Linked DNA regions of Rattus norvegicus: region 2 is linked to region 1. The links are chromatin contacts, called in public Hi-C maps. All regions are on one chromosome and are shown on one strand. Each heading gives the region's core, a stretch centred on a gene start, on an enhancer-like site or on the middle of the called end of the contact. The rest is flanking DNA. Distances are from core to core; before and after follow the strand shown. Region 1 has its middle 31 kb from the start of Stmn4. Region 2 holds the start of Dpysl2 (dihydropyrimidinase-like 2).

Region 1 (6,424 bases), core at 1,751-4,250:
GTGTCAGACATGTAAGGGGAGGAGAGGAAGACAACAGCATCCTACGCTGACTTCACTTGGGATTGTACACACGCACGCATGCACGCACGCGCGCACACGCGCACACACACACAAACGTTAGGAAAAGAGGACTGGAGAGATTCCTCCACAGCAATGACTCCATGGGTGCTGTGTACTCAGAGGCCATGGCTCTTCTCAGAGTCCCTGAGCTGGAGCAGGATCACTGCCAGCAGTGTGTTTTGGTAGAAGGGAGGAAGAGAATACTAAAGGTACAGAGAGGGAACCTTCCTTTCCCAGAGACCAAAGGAGCTAGCAGGGACCAGAAAGTAGAAGCAAACAGAAATAGGTAACAGATGCTGTGATTTATTTAATCAATATTTAGCTGCTGGTAACAACAGGAACTGGGTGTCTTCTATGGAAGGAACTACAAGAGCAGTTCACATGGTTAGGGACTGAGATGAAGACCTCAGCATCACAGAGAACTGCTTGGGACAAGTGACACTACATATGTCCAACATCACGCCATCTGGATCCTCAAACTCTGTCAGACTTCAGTGAGCTTGCAACAACTAACCAAATATGCACAGACGCAGATGTCTGCCTGACTCATGTTGGGAGTTGCTTGTATAAAAGCTGAAAGCTACATCCAGAGGAGCCATTCTTAACCTGTGAGTCAGGAGCCCTTGATGGTAGAACACCCCTTTCACAGGGGTCACCTAATACCATCTGCACATCAGATATTTACACTATGACTCACAACAGTAGCAAAATCACAGTTATGAAACAGCAATGAGATATTTTTATAGTGGGGTCTCTGCAATGTGAACTGTGTTAAGGGGGGGTCACAGCATTAGCAAGGTTGAGGACCACTGATCTAAAGGAGTGTTACAAAACAAAAAGCGAGTGTTACCCTATGACTAACAAGTCAGATAAACTTAGAGTAGCTGAATGTGGAGGTCATTGATTTTCATGTGGGTTGTTAATTAAAGCCATTAAGTTGATCCACTAAGTATTAAAAAGAGCAGCTCGTTGATTATCAGTGAAGCCTAAGACAGATTGTCCTGGGTAATGAAAAGATCCTAAGTAGACGGCAACTGCCAGCTTTGAAATAACTGGAGGCCTGATCGAAAGGAGCCGTGAGTGTAAAATTGACCGAATTTTAAGATTTAAGAAAATATGAATGAAAGCCAATACAAGTTCAGTCCACACAGCAGAAGACCCCACACACACCTTTGACTAACTTCATGTACCTCCCGTGGAAGAAACAGGCTACCTGCTCCTCCTCCAGCCCCTCCTCCTCCTTTTTCCGTTGAGGAGAATTTGATTCTTCTACAAATATTGCTGCCCTTTTTTGACTTTGGATTTGGACAAACCTAGAGTAAAAAATGTTCCCTTATTTAAACTCTACAAGTTGTCTCCACATGAGGCAAGGCACCTCCCAGCCTTCATCTTCTCTTGGTAAAATGGGGCTGGTAAAACCCATCTAGTAGGCTTTAAGGCGGAAACTTGATCAAGGATTCGATAAATAACAGAGTGACTGACAAGCTGAGCCTGTCCTTAAATGTTCCCAGCAATAAAATCCAGTGGCCTTCTGGAGTGTGGAGAGGATAAGTCACGGGAAAAGCCTGCAATGGGTCTAGAGTACTTTAGACTTACAACACGATCAGCACAGCCAGGATTGTTGCCTGGCTGTGTTAATAAAGCTGTTGGTAGCCACTGCCTAGTGGCCCAGGGCAGTTGTTCTTCCCACAGTTTAAGAAGACCAGACCTCCTTCCTTGTGACAGTTATGAGACCTCCCCTTTCACACTGAAATGCAGTGGGGGTGACCCTTCCCCCAGCCCCACCCTCATCCCCACCCCTGAGGGAGGCAGTATGTGTGAGCAAATTCTCAGTCCTTTATTTTTTGCTTTTGCTTTTTAAAAATCTCTTGTTAACAAGTTCTATTTTATGATCAATCACAAATAAGTTATTCATGGGAGAGGGGGTGTCTCTCTGGGGGAAAAAACACTAGCAGAAGATTGAATTTAAAGCATCCGAGACTATGTGACGAGATGTAAAATAATTCTATGCTAAGCTACAAATGATTTATTAATGCTGCGGGCCATGTCTGGGGTGTGGCCTCATTTACCCAGTAAAAGTTATGGATGGATGAAGACATTAACAATGAATAATTTCAGTCTGTGGTATCCGTGGCTAGATAGCTCAATTGGAAACCATTTCTTAGGAGTTCATAAGCAGCCATTAATATCCATTGAGTCTTGGCCACACAGCCTTTGACAGGCTTGCTTAACAGAACTCTGCGCCTTGCCGGAGAGACTCATGTAAATTTGAGGCTACAACTAAGCCTGCACTTAATGAATGTCTATTAACATCTTGGGAAGAAGATGAGGAGTGATTACCTACGAGTTAATGAATTGTCTGTTTACGTGGATTCACGGAGCAAATGAGCAAGTGGAGGTGAAACAGGACTTCTATAGGCTTTCTGGGTCGCATGCACTGTGAGTCTCCAAGCATGCAATATTTCCCAGGCTTGTCAGATGAATGGAGCCTTTCTTCTCAGAGAATTTTAATGAAAACCACATTGAGAAATGTGGGGAATGGAGATAAAACATAAAGAAAATGTAAACAAGTCAATGTGAAATAAGATAAATATGGTTTACTTGTGTGCATGCATACAAATGTGTGTGTGTGTGTGTGTGTGTGTGTGTGTGTGTGTTTCTCTCAACAGGATACTTTTACCCCATAAATTACAGCAGCAGGAGAATAGCTTTCCACAAAGGTTGCACCATCCTCCGGCATTTGCATGACCTCAGTATGCCAGCCATTACCATCAAAGGAAGCAATCCGATAGCTCTTTGGCATCGGCTCTTGCAAAGCTATAAACATCTCAAGACCCCTCGTCACCATGGCAACCTTATCCCTAATTACCAACTGTAACAGCTACGGTTGCAAATGCCTCTTTTGTGCAAATCCATCCTGGAGAACTTATGTTGCTGCTCCCCGAGTAAAAACAGTACGAGCACCACCTGCTGGTCATATTTCTGTACTGCGCAAGCTCCCAGTGAACTCTGGGGTCCAAAACCAAAGCCAAGAAAAAGCAAGAGGAAGAACAATCATCATTTCCAGAAAGGGGGTTTAGGAAGTGTGGGAGGTTGAAGGGCGGGGGGCGGGGTCAGGCGGGAGAGTGACTACGTGTAGTTTTTATGAAAATAAACTTCCGTTCTTATCTTAATAAAATAAGGGTCCTAAAAACAATGATAAATCTGCAAAGCATGGTAGAAAGCTGGGATTGGAACGTAAAAATTTGAATGTGAAAACACAAGTGTGTTTAAGAAATGAATTTGAGTCCATGTGGACTCTTGGCAGAGACATGCTTTAAGTGCATTGAATACAGTTAACTTGCTTTAAGATGAAGATGTGGGAGCTGCGTGCGGGACCCCCACCTGCAATCCCTGCGCTTGGGAGGCTGGGACGAGAGGAACTGGCATTGAAAACCAGCCCGGCTCCACAGTGAGGCTCAGATAAGCCTGTGAGAAGAAGCAAGACTCTACTACACAAACTTAAATGGCAGAAGGGGTCTAGAAAAGCGGTAAGTGTGAGTATACGAAGATACACCAGACTGTCACGGACCAGCTTACAGAAGTTAGAAATCAGAACCCTCCTTGGGGAAAGGGGACCCATAAATTCCCCTGAATGCTTATTTGCTTGGGATAAAGTTCTGTCATCTATAGCAAAATGATACTGTTAATGTTCTGTTTATCATGTTATTATTCTTTCTCCTGTTTCCTCTGTAGTAAACATTTCTGACTTTGTATTAGAGGTTGGTTAAAATAATTTTTTCTATATTTGATTCCTATGCATGCCAGAATTCTGATGTGCCATGCTCTCTAACATCAGCATCTCTGTGTTTCTCAGCCATGTGTCTGCTTTCTTGTTGCCTTTGTCTTTGATTTGATCCATGGCTTCTTGAATTTACACAGTAGAATCTATTGACAGTGGCTTTCTTTTCTTTTCTTTTCTTTTTTTCTTTTCTTTTTTTAATCAAAATCACCATTTCTCTCCACAGTAGCATGCCTGCCTGTGCAACCGAGTATAATGAGAACCTTTCTTTGGTTCTTCAATCTTGCTTTCACCATTCTTATTGGTTTTGTGGTGGGTGGGAGTTTAGGGGGACAAGGTCTCAGTCTTTCATCCAGGCTGACCTGGAACTTGTGAACCTCTGCCCCAGCTCTCTGGGTGCTGGCACCACAAAAGCACATGGCTGCCTCAGGTCTCTGAGATCTCTCTCTCTCTCTCTCTCTCTCTCTCTCTCTCTCTCTCTCTCTCTCTCACACACACACACACACACACACACACACACACGCATACACGAGGGAGAGGGTGTCAAGAGGCCTCTGTACCCCCCTTTTCCCCCTTTTTACACATCTTTGAACAAGGACATTTTGTGCCCTGAGATGGAAATTTCTCTTTCAACCCTTTCACTGCCCTGGAGTGTCTAAAGAATGAGCTTCACAGACCATCAGCTTCAAGACCGATGACAGCAACGAGTGGCCGCCCAGTAATGAGTACAGGCTAAGTGACAGAAACTGGAGGAGGAGGAGGAACCCACAAGAAAGAAGAACCCTGGAGCATCCCCAGAGGCAAATCCTCCTGATCCATCAGCTGTGTGCCTCAGCAGCGTTTCCTCCTGCAGATCCGGTGCTGGCCTTAAGGGTTGGCGTCCTCAGAGGGCTGCCTGAGGCCTTTTCCTTGTTTATGCTGTGTTGTTTGCTTTGCTTTGTTTGTCGCTAAAACCCCTGCTTTCTGACTGACCTTTCTTAAGCTGACAGAGCTCAGGTCAATCATTAGGCCGCAGTGAGGTTGAGCTCCGTAGGGAGTTGTATAGGAACCTTGGACGTGCAGAAGAAAAACCCACAACCTGTGGTGTTTCTCTTGGGAAAGAAATATAACCTTCATTTGCCCTTTCCAGTAGTTTAACTTTATTCAAATACATCGGATTGTTTGTTTGTTTGTTTGTGTTGTTTTGGTGGTTGTTTGGTTTTTTTTTTTTTTTTTGTTAATATATGAAGTGATTGGTCTCACTATGGGATTCTCAGACATACTTTGATGTGTTAATCCTTGCATCTGTCTCATCCCCTGTTCCAACCCCTTCCTTCCTCCCCACTCCACCCCTTCAGTGCTTCCCTTATTCCCTCCCCTCTTCTCTCATCTCTCTCTCCCTCTCTCACCTCCTTCTCAGTCCCCTTGCCTTTCATGCTGGATGTATTCTGTTACCTTCTTTCTTCCTCTTCCCTAATCCTCCCTTAATATCTTTTCCCCTCTCATGGTTCCTGTTCATGCACACACCCTTAAACTGAGACACACACAAACAAATGATGAGAGAACGCAAGCAGTCTTTGTCTCTCTAGGTCTGAGATGATCCTTTGCTTATGATAATTTATAATTTATGGTTGCATTCATTCCCAGCAAGTGTCATGGTTTTGCTTTTCTTTTTGACTTAATAAAATTCCATCATTGTGTATGGACCATATTTTCATCATCTGCTCCTCTCCTGGTGGGAGTCTAGGCTGGTTCTATGTCCTGGCAATTGCAAACAGGGCAGTGGAGAGCACAATGAGCCTGCGTCTCTGAAAGAACTTAGAGTCCTGCTGCTGCTGCTGCTGCTGCTGCTGCTGCTGCTGCTGCTGCTGCTGCTGCTGCCGCTGCTAGAATCTACCAGAAGGATCTGTTGGAACCATTTGAACTGCCCTGGCCTCGGAGAGATAGGAAAGACAAGTGGAGCAACTGCCACAAAGCTCTTGGCTGACTCTGATGACTGTCCGTATCAACATACAAATATGACTCATACCTTAAACGCAACAAGAGATAGTTCATTCTGGAGCCAAGTATGAGTGATCGCAGCCCCAGGTACAGAGACTTTGGATACCACAAATTCCATATCCCAATGTGGTAAGAGTTTTATGAAGTTTTAAGGTAGCGAGACAATGAAAGTCACAAATTGAGGTAATTTTCAAACACATTGGTGGAAACATTAGGCGGATGAATTAAAGCAAAGCGGGCATGTCTTTATCTAGAGTTAATATATGTGGGAGACTGCAGAGATGGCTCAGTGGTTAGGAGCACTGGCTGCTCTTCCAGAGGACCCAGGTTCAGTTCCCAGAACTCACAACTGCCTGTAACTCTGCGTCTAGAGGGTCTGACACTCATACAGGCCTGCATGCAGGCAAAACACCAATACACATAAAATAAAAATAAATAAGGCATTCAAAAAAGGTTAATACCTTGCAAACGTTCTACGTCTTAGTCACAAAGATGTCGAGTGACACACAGAAATGGGTAAGGAATGGCTATTTTGGGGGCTAAAGATAATCCTAAGAAAATTACAATTAGTCCCTGGATCTGGCCATTCTGTCCCCTCCCCAG
Region 2 (6,424 bases), core at 1,399-3,898, 500 kb before region 1:
TAGGAGAGGTTTACTTTGAAGCTCTGGGTGGGGACTGTGTGGGAGTCCAGGGGGATGGGCATGTAGTGGAGGCTGAAGTCAGTCTCTGACAGGTCTCCTCAAATCTCCCCTCAGCTTTCTTCAAGACCGGCTGCCTGGGGTCTTGTCTCACAGAGACACCAGTGCATGCCCTCTCCTGGTGCTCGGTGAGGAATTGTAGGGAAGTGGGTTCTGGAAGGGACTGAATGCAGAATAGACAGATTCATCCTTGTTGTCGAGCATTTAATCTTTAAACACACAGAAGTCTGACTGGAGGCTGGCTCCAATATCCTATTCCCAGATAATGACTTCCTAGGGATTGTCCATTGAGTGTCTTTAAAGAAGAGCTATCAAATACAGCTCATCCTAACCGATCACTCGGTGCAGATGCTTCATTCCCTTTTTATTTTCCTGCACTGAACTGAGCAGTAAGTTTGCTGAGATATGACGATTACAAGTACTTTCCTTCATTAATTAAAGTTGTGTTTTTTTTTTTTTCTTTTCTGGGGCCTTCTATGTGCTCTTAAGCTCTAGTTAGAGCAGATAAATCAGTTTTAACCTTCTGTCTCTGGACATTTATGGGCAGAAATGTCAATTACCATGGGTTAAGACCCTTGTATATATGGCTGTAGGAAGGGGTTTGACACTAATAAGATGGATAGATAGGACAAAACAAAATATTCCTTAGCAAATTAGTAAATAACAAGATGTGTTTAAAGCCATTAAGATCGGGAGCAGGAAAGTGCAACAAAAACAAACAATGTAACTAGAGGCAATTTGGTCTAAATTAATTGGAATCTCATTAACCTTGCCTGACAAGTAGTTACTCTTCCCTGTGATTTAATAGGGCCCTCCTCCTGCTGACGTCTAGCTGAACCTTACAGTGAGCTTTCCTGGTAGGTCTTGCTTTATTTTCATCTATCCATCTGTTTGTCCATCCATCCATCCATCCATCCATCCATCCATCCATCCATCCGCCCACTCAGCTGTCTATGTATGTAATTGCTCAGGCGGGTCTTGATCCTTCTTTCTCTGCATCCTGAGTGCTTATATGAGGATTACAGCGCCTATCTAGTTGCTGACGCCAGTGCTTAGGTATCAGCTTGGCCAGCTAGTGCACATTGTTCAGTTGGAACAAGATATGGGGACTGGCCTCTGTTTTCAAAATGCACAGCTTTAATCGGAACTTGAACGAACTGATTAAAGTGAAGACTGCCTCATACCCCTCCCTCAGGGACTGTTAAATTTTTAAGGCAGGGATTGAAATTTACATCTCCTTTGAAACTAGAAAGGCAGAAGACCCCTACCTTGGCCAGGTGAACAAAAGACAACAAACAAATAAACAAACGAACAACAAAAAGACTGGGAAACCCAGAATAATTCTGTCTTAGAGCTGGCTAATTCTTGTTTAGGTGTGAACCAGTTAAACAGATAACTCCTTTTGCAAAAAGGTGCCCAATGTCCTAGATTAAGCAGTGTCCACATGCATTCTTTGATCTCAAGGTGAGAAGGTCAAAGCCATGCCTCAGCAGAAGTTCTGTCATCTGTCTGGAGAACCTTCCCTTGACATTGTTAGGATACAGCCTGGTTTGATACAGTCAAAGGCTCCCAGGTCTATTTTACCACTAGGGTCATTAAGGGAGGCTTAGTGACTAGAGCTTATGTTTCTCCATGACTCAGTTTCCTCTTCTGTGGGATATAACCTCTCCTATTACTTGTTATAGCTCCTTCATAACCATTTTGTTGCTTCTGGCCTCAGGATGTCCCAACAGTTTTTCCTCCCTAGATTTGCACGCGCCGCAACCACACAAAGGAGTCAGTCTTAGCATGCTAGCCAGGAGGGCGGCCAGGGTGTTAAACTGGGGCTTTTTTGCCCCACAGGAGCTGGCCTCCATCTCCTATTCTTGATAGCGGGCAGTCACAAAAAACCGTTCCGGGTTAGGGGTGGGGGTGGGGCGTCCGGTGCCCGGCAGCCCAAGACCTTCCCGGATGCTGTCCTTGTTCCTCCAGCCGGCAGTCTCCTGCCGCAGCAGCCGCTGCAGGGCGGAGGCCGCGCCTGGCGAACAGGGCGGGGGAAGCCGCGGTGCAGTCGCGCGCTCGCCGCTAGCGAGGCCATTGGCTCTGCGCAGTCACCCCACGCGGGGCTGCAGCGGCCGCCTCCGCGGATTGGCGCGCGGGCAGGCGTGTGCATGCCGCCCGGGCTGTACCGAAGCCCCTTAGTCGCGGGCTTGCGCCCCCTCCTCACCCTCCCGGGATGATCACCCCTCCATTGTGCCCTGCATTGCAGATGAAGCATCTGGGGCCGCTGCCAGCCTCAGTCCCTGCTCGCCCGCCGGGGCACACAGAAAGGGCGCGAAAGGCGCGCTCCCAGCTCGGGCGCACGCACCGCGCCCTGCGCGCACTGCAGCAGTTGCTGCCTGGGCGCTGAGCCCCGCCCCGCCCTTCTTATTTGCATATCCCACGATTCGGACCAATCAGTGAGCGTCTCTCGCGAAGCGGATGGCTTTTGCCTGGGAGGAAAGGGAGTGGCTGGCGGCGCATGCGCGGTGGGGGCCGACTGGAACCAAGGCTTTTATTGCTGTAGTTTATTTCCACCCCCTTCCCTCCTGTTCTCTCTCCCTCTCTTTCTTTTTTCCGCCCTAGCTGGATCTGTGTTGGAGGAGAGAAAAAGAGACAGAGGATTGCATCTGTCTCTTATAGTTTTGAAATCTCCTAATAGCAAGACCAGCTAAGGGATTGTACCTTTTTCCTACAAATATAAATATATATATATTTTAAACCAAGTCTTTTTTTCCGGCTCTCTTTGCTTTAAAGCTGTCCTCTTGAAATTACTTCCCCCCGCCCCCCGGAGAGATGTCTTATCAGGGGAAGAAAAATATTCCACGCATCACGGTAAGTTTGGTACTTGGGAAAGGCGAGCAACCTATTGTGACATAGAATATCTAAGAAATGCATTTTAAAGAGACTCAACTTTTCCTTCTTGTTGCCAACGGAGGCGATGGTGGTGAAGGTGGGGGTTGGGGACTAGAGATGTAATAACAGTTATAAGGCAGGCAATTTGCAAGGCACTGAAATAGGCGCGAGAGTGCATGGAGGTAGCCTTGGGTAGCGCGCCAGATCCGCTGTATCTTTCATTGTCAGCACGAGATGCTGCAGCGCTGCCCGCGGGGTGCAAGCAAATGGATGCCAGATTGAATATGCATGGTCGACGCTCTGATATTGTTCTCCGGCTGCGTGCGGCGAGGCTGGGATCCGGGAGCTTGGTGGTGGGGAACTGGGATAAAAGATCCTCCCGTGTCTTCCGCCCTCTCCAGAAAGAGCTTTCTGGAGCCTTCCTCCTGTGAGAAAGAGCGAGTTACAGCCTGGAGGCGTCATGACAGGGAGGGATGCTGGAAAGGGCAGGGTGTACCGGGATGATGCGGAGGGAAGGGAGGATCGGGACTCGATGATGAGCAGAGAAGGGCAGGAGCTTTTTGTGGACGCGGAGGACCCTAGGAACCCTCTGGTTTGAGGCTGGGGTCTTGGCAGGATTTCCTTTCCGGCTCCTGTTCTCATCTTTTCTGCTCCTTCCGCCACCAGGGAGGCGGCCGTGGTGGCGCATACAAAGCGGTCTGGGCGGGTGGGCGCTGGGGACAGCAGCGAGCAAGCTCACGGAGGTAATGGCGCTGGCTGCGATTGGCGCAGATGGCCTGGCCGGTTCCAGACAATGATCGTCGTGGCCGAGGTGCAGTCCTCTTTCAGGGCCTCTATCCGGGACAAACACCTCTGCGAGGAATTCACGATGTTCCGGGATGCAGAGGGTGGTGCCCTGCCTCCCCCGCCCCCTCGCATCTTTTACTGAAAAAACAAAACAAAACAAAAAAACAAAAAAACAAACAAACCTCACCGATCTAATTTTCTACATCCTCGAAGGAGATCCCAGGCAGGGAGGATCGCCAAGAAAATTCATTGTTATATAATGCTAGGACCCAGGGTTACGCAGATTCAAAGGCATCTCAAATAGGGAAGATGGGTTTTAAGGCCGGATTTGAGAAGGAGCTTTTGCTCTGCTTGTCTCTGGGGCCCTGGGACCCTGGCCTCTTTTTCCTTGGTGCACAAGGACACACCCATCTGCAGAAGTAGGAACTGTTGCCCAGAGGAGGGGGCGTGTGCCTGGGGCTTTTAGCTTGGGCTGAGTTGTTCTTAGGAGAGGGTGGGTACTAGCCTTTTCTCAAGGCACCCCATCTCCCAACCCCCGCCCGCAAATCTTCGGTACCAGATCCCAAAGGGCTGACACACCGGAGGCAATGGTAAATGTTCACCGCGCTGAAGAATGGCATATGGGCAGTGGGGGGTTGGGAGATCTCTACCAAACCTCACGATTTGCTGTTTTCGTGCACGATCAAGACAAAATTGTTTTGACAGTATGGAAGGGAAAAGAGGCAACCGACAAGACCACTTTTTAAAAGAGCGCCCCCTCCATCCTTTAAAGTTATCTAGGTCTGTGCCCTAGGACCTATTGGCTCTCTCCCTCTGTCACTGTGGCCAGCTTCTAGAAGGCTCTAGATTGAACAGACTATAATTCCGACCTCTTCTCCCGCCCGTTGACTGGGGGATTCACAGTTATGTTTTGCTACAGGTACTGCTGTGAGGAAGGGGAGGTGGTAAAGGGCAGGACTTCTTGCCTCCTAGACAACAGACAATCCCCTCAGGGGAGAAAAGGAGGGATCCTTGCAGGCTTAAGCTCACTGAGCCTCAGTTTCCCCACGGTAATAGAATTTTGCTCCATTCACTTCTGAGAGGTTCCAAGGCTCTGATAGCATGATATAAAGATTAGGTTTAATAAAGATTTTTGGTTAACCCTCTGCATGTTGACTGTTTTCAAGGGCTTTCCCAGTCCCTTCACCTGAATGGATGACCCTACAGTGTAAAACTAAACTGATCTTGCTTCTCAGTGTAACAGAAACAAAAAATATTTTCCAAGCTCAATAGTGGCTACATTTGTGTGTAACTGTATCTTGTTTTCTTTGTTCTGTAGCAGTATATGGATACTTTAAGGAAACTATAATTTCCTTTTCTTGGTAGTTGCAAAATGCAAGTGACACTCGCTGAGATTAGTTCTGGGTTAACTGTTACGAAGATGAGTGCTGTTCTGAAAGGAGCAGCGTAATAAACGGGCACTGTTTGTACAGTGTATATCTCTTCTGAAATAATAAACCCGTACATCCACCCAGCCCGAGCTGGTGACACTGCATACATCCCGCCCACGAGATTTTGGATAGCTGTGCATCAGAACAAAGCCTTTCTTCTTTTACACACACTAGGCTTTCTCAGTTGGATTATCGTTTAATATTTTTTTTTAACCTAACAGTGGATCAACCATCTGTAGTGGTATTAGACTTAAAATCCCCCGTGTCTCTAATCGATCATGAAGCTCTGTTCTTTACCTGTTAAATGGGTGTGTGTTTTTAGAGTCCTTCCCTTGCACTTGCTGTGATTCACCCCACAGATAAATGAGCATGGAGTGGATGGGCCGAGCTGAAGACTTGCTGTGGCCGGTGATCCTGTGTTTGTGTAGCATATGCTATGACAACAGACTTTTGGTCTGTTTTCCATCCCCCCAACCAAAACTTTGCCAAGACATGACTTTCCTAAATGTGGGTGGAATTTTCTTTAATTATTTATTTTGTAAAAGATGAGGTTTAGCCAAAAGTAATTTCAGAAGCATTGTCTTCTTTTGCTGAGATGCTCTGTAATTGCCCTTTTGCTTTCAGGTCTGAATTGTTCTTTAAAAGGTGGTTGTTTGTCAGGGGTGAGCATTGCCAGTGGCTTCTGATGAATCAGGCAACGAACAGCTTGCCTCCAGTAGGTTCACCTTGGTTAAGGTACCTTCCAAAAATCAATGTGCCCTTTACCTCCCTCTCCTCAGGAATGACTGATGCTTCTAGGGCAGTTATGCGTCTGACTTTGTTCCCCTCTCTGTTACAGAGCGATCGTCTTCTGATCAAAGGTGGCAAGATTGTGAATGATGACCAGTCCTTCTATGCAGACATATACATGGAAGATGGGTTGATCAAGTAAGTACAATTCATGGCTATGGGAAGGTATATATGTGCAGGCGCGCGCGCGCGCACACACACACACACACACACACACACACACACACACACACACGAGTGTTCCTGAGCTTCAGCTCCTTTCATGTAAATAGTCTCAAGCTTTGATGACTCCAAGAGTCACTGGGCTTGAGCTGGGAATGTTGTAACGTTGGTAGAATGTGCATCTGGCATTGGTCAGGCACTGCCAAAAACCCCAAAGTGACCAATTTAGCATATTTTAAGCTTGTTTTTAACAGTGGTAATTAATAAATTTGGGAATTCAGATTCGGAGAATTCCAAGTCATGGCACACACAAACACCCAGGTCTT

What was found. Hi-C and Micro-C count contacts between places; a contact is called where the count stands out from the background.
Region 2: a Hi-C map of liver shows a contact between it and region 1, with 6 times the contacts expected there. The contact joins the promoter of Dpysl2 here to the enhancer-like site in region 1. A contact is called at or near these places in 8 of 12 Hi-C or Micro-C datasets (the A7r5 cell line, frontal cortex, kidney and 3 more) and 1 of 1 datasets of contacts at active chromatin or transcription factors (oligodendrocytes).

The regions. Positions count from the first base shown.
Region 1 is chr15:44,744,822-44,751,245 of GRCr8, reverse strand. No RefSeq gene overlaps it. Among named protein-coding and RNA genes, the nearest start is that of Stmn4, 31 kb to the right of the region's middle. Within about 2 kb of position 3,000, at least 7 of the 93 cell types and tissues checked have an H3K27ac peak or open chromatin away from gene starts, as enhancers often do.
Region 2 is chr15:45,244,577-45,251,000 of GRCr8, reverse strand. Dpysl2 (dihydropyrimidinase-like 2) reads left to right here and starts at 2,648. Exons shown (of 14, transcript NM_001105717.2): 1 at 2,648-2,910; 2 at 5,986-6,074. The coding sequence starts at 2,872.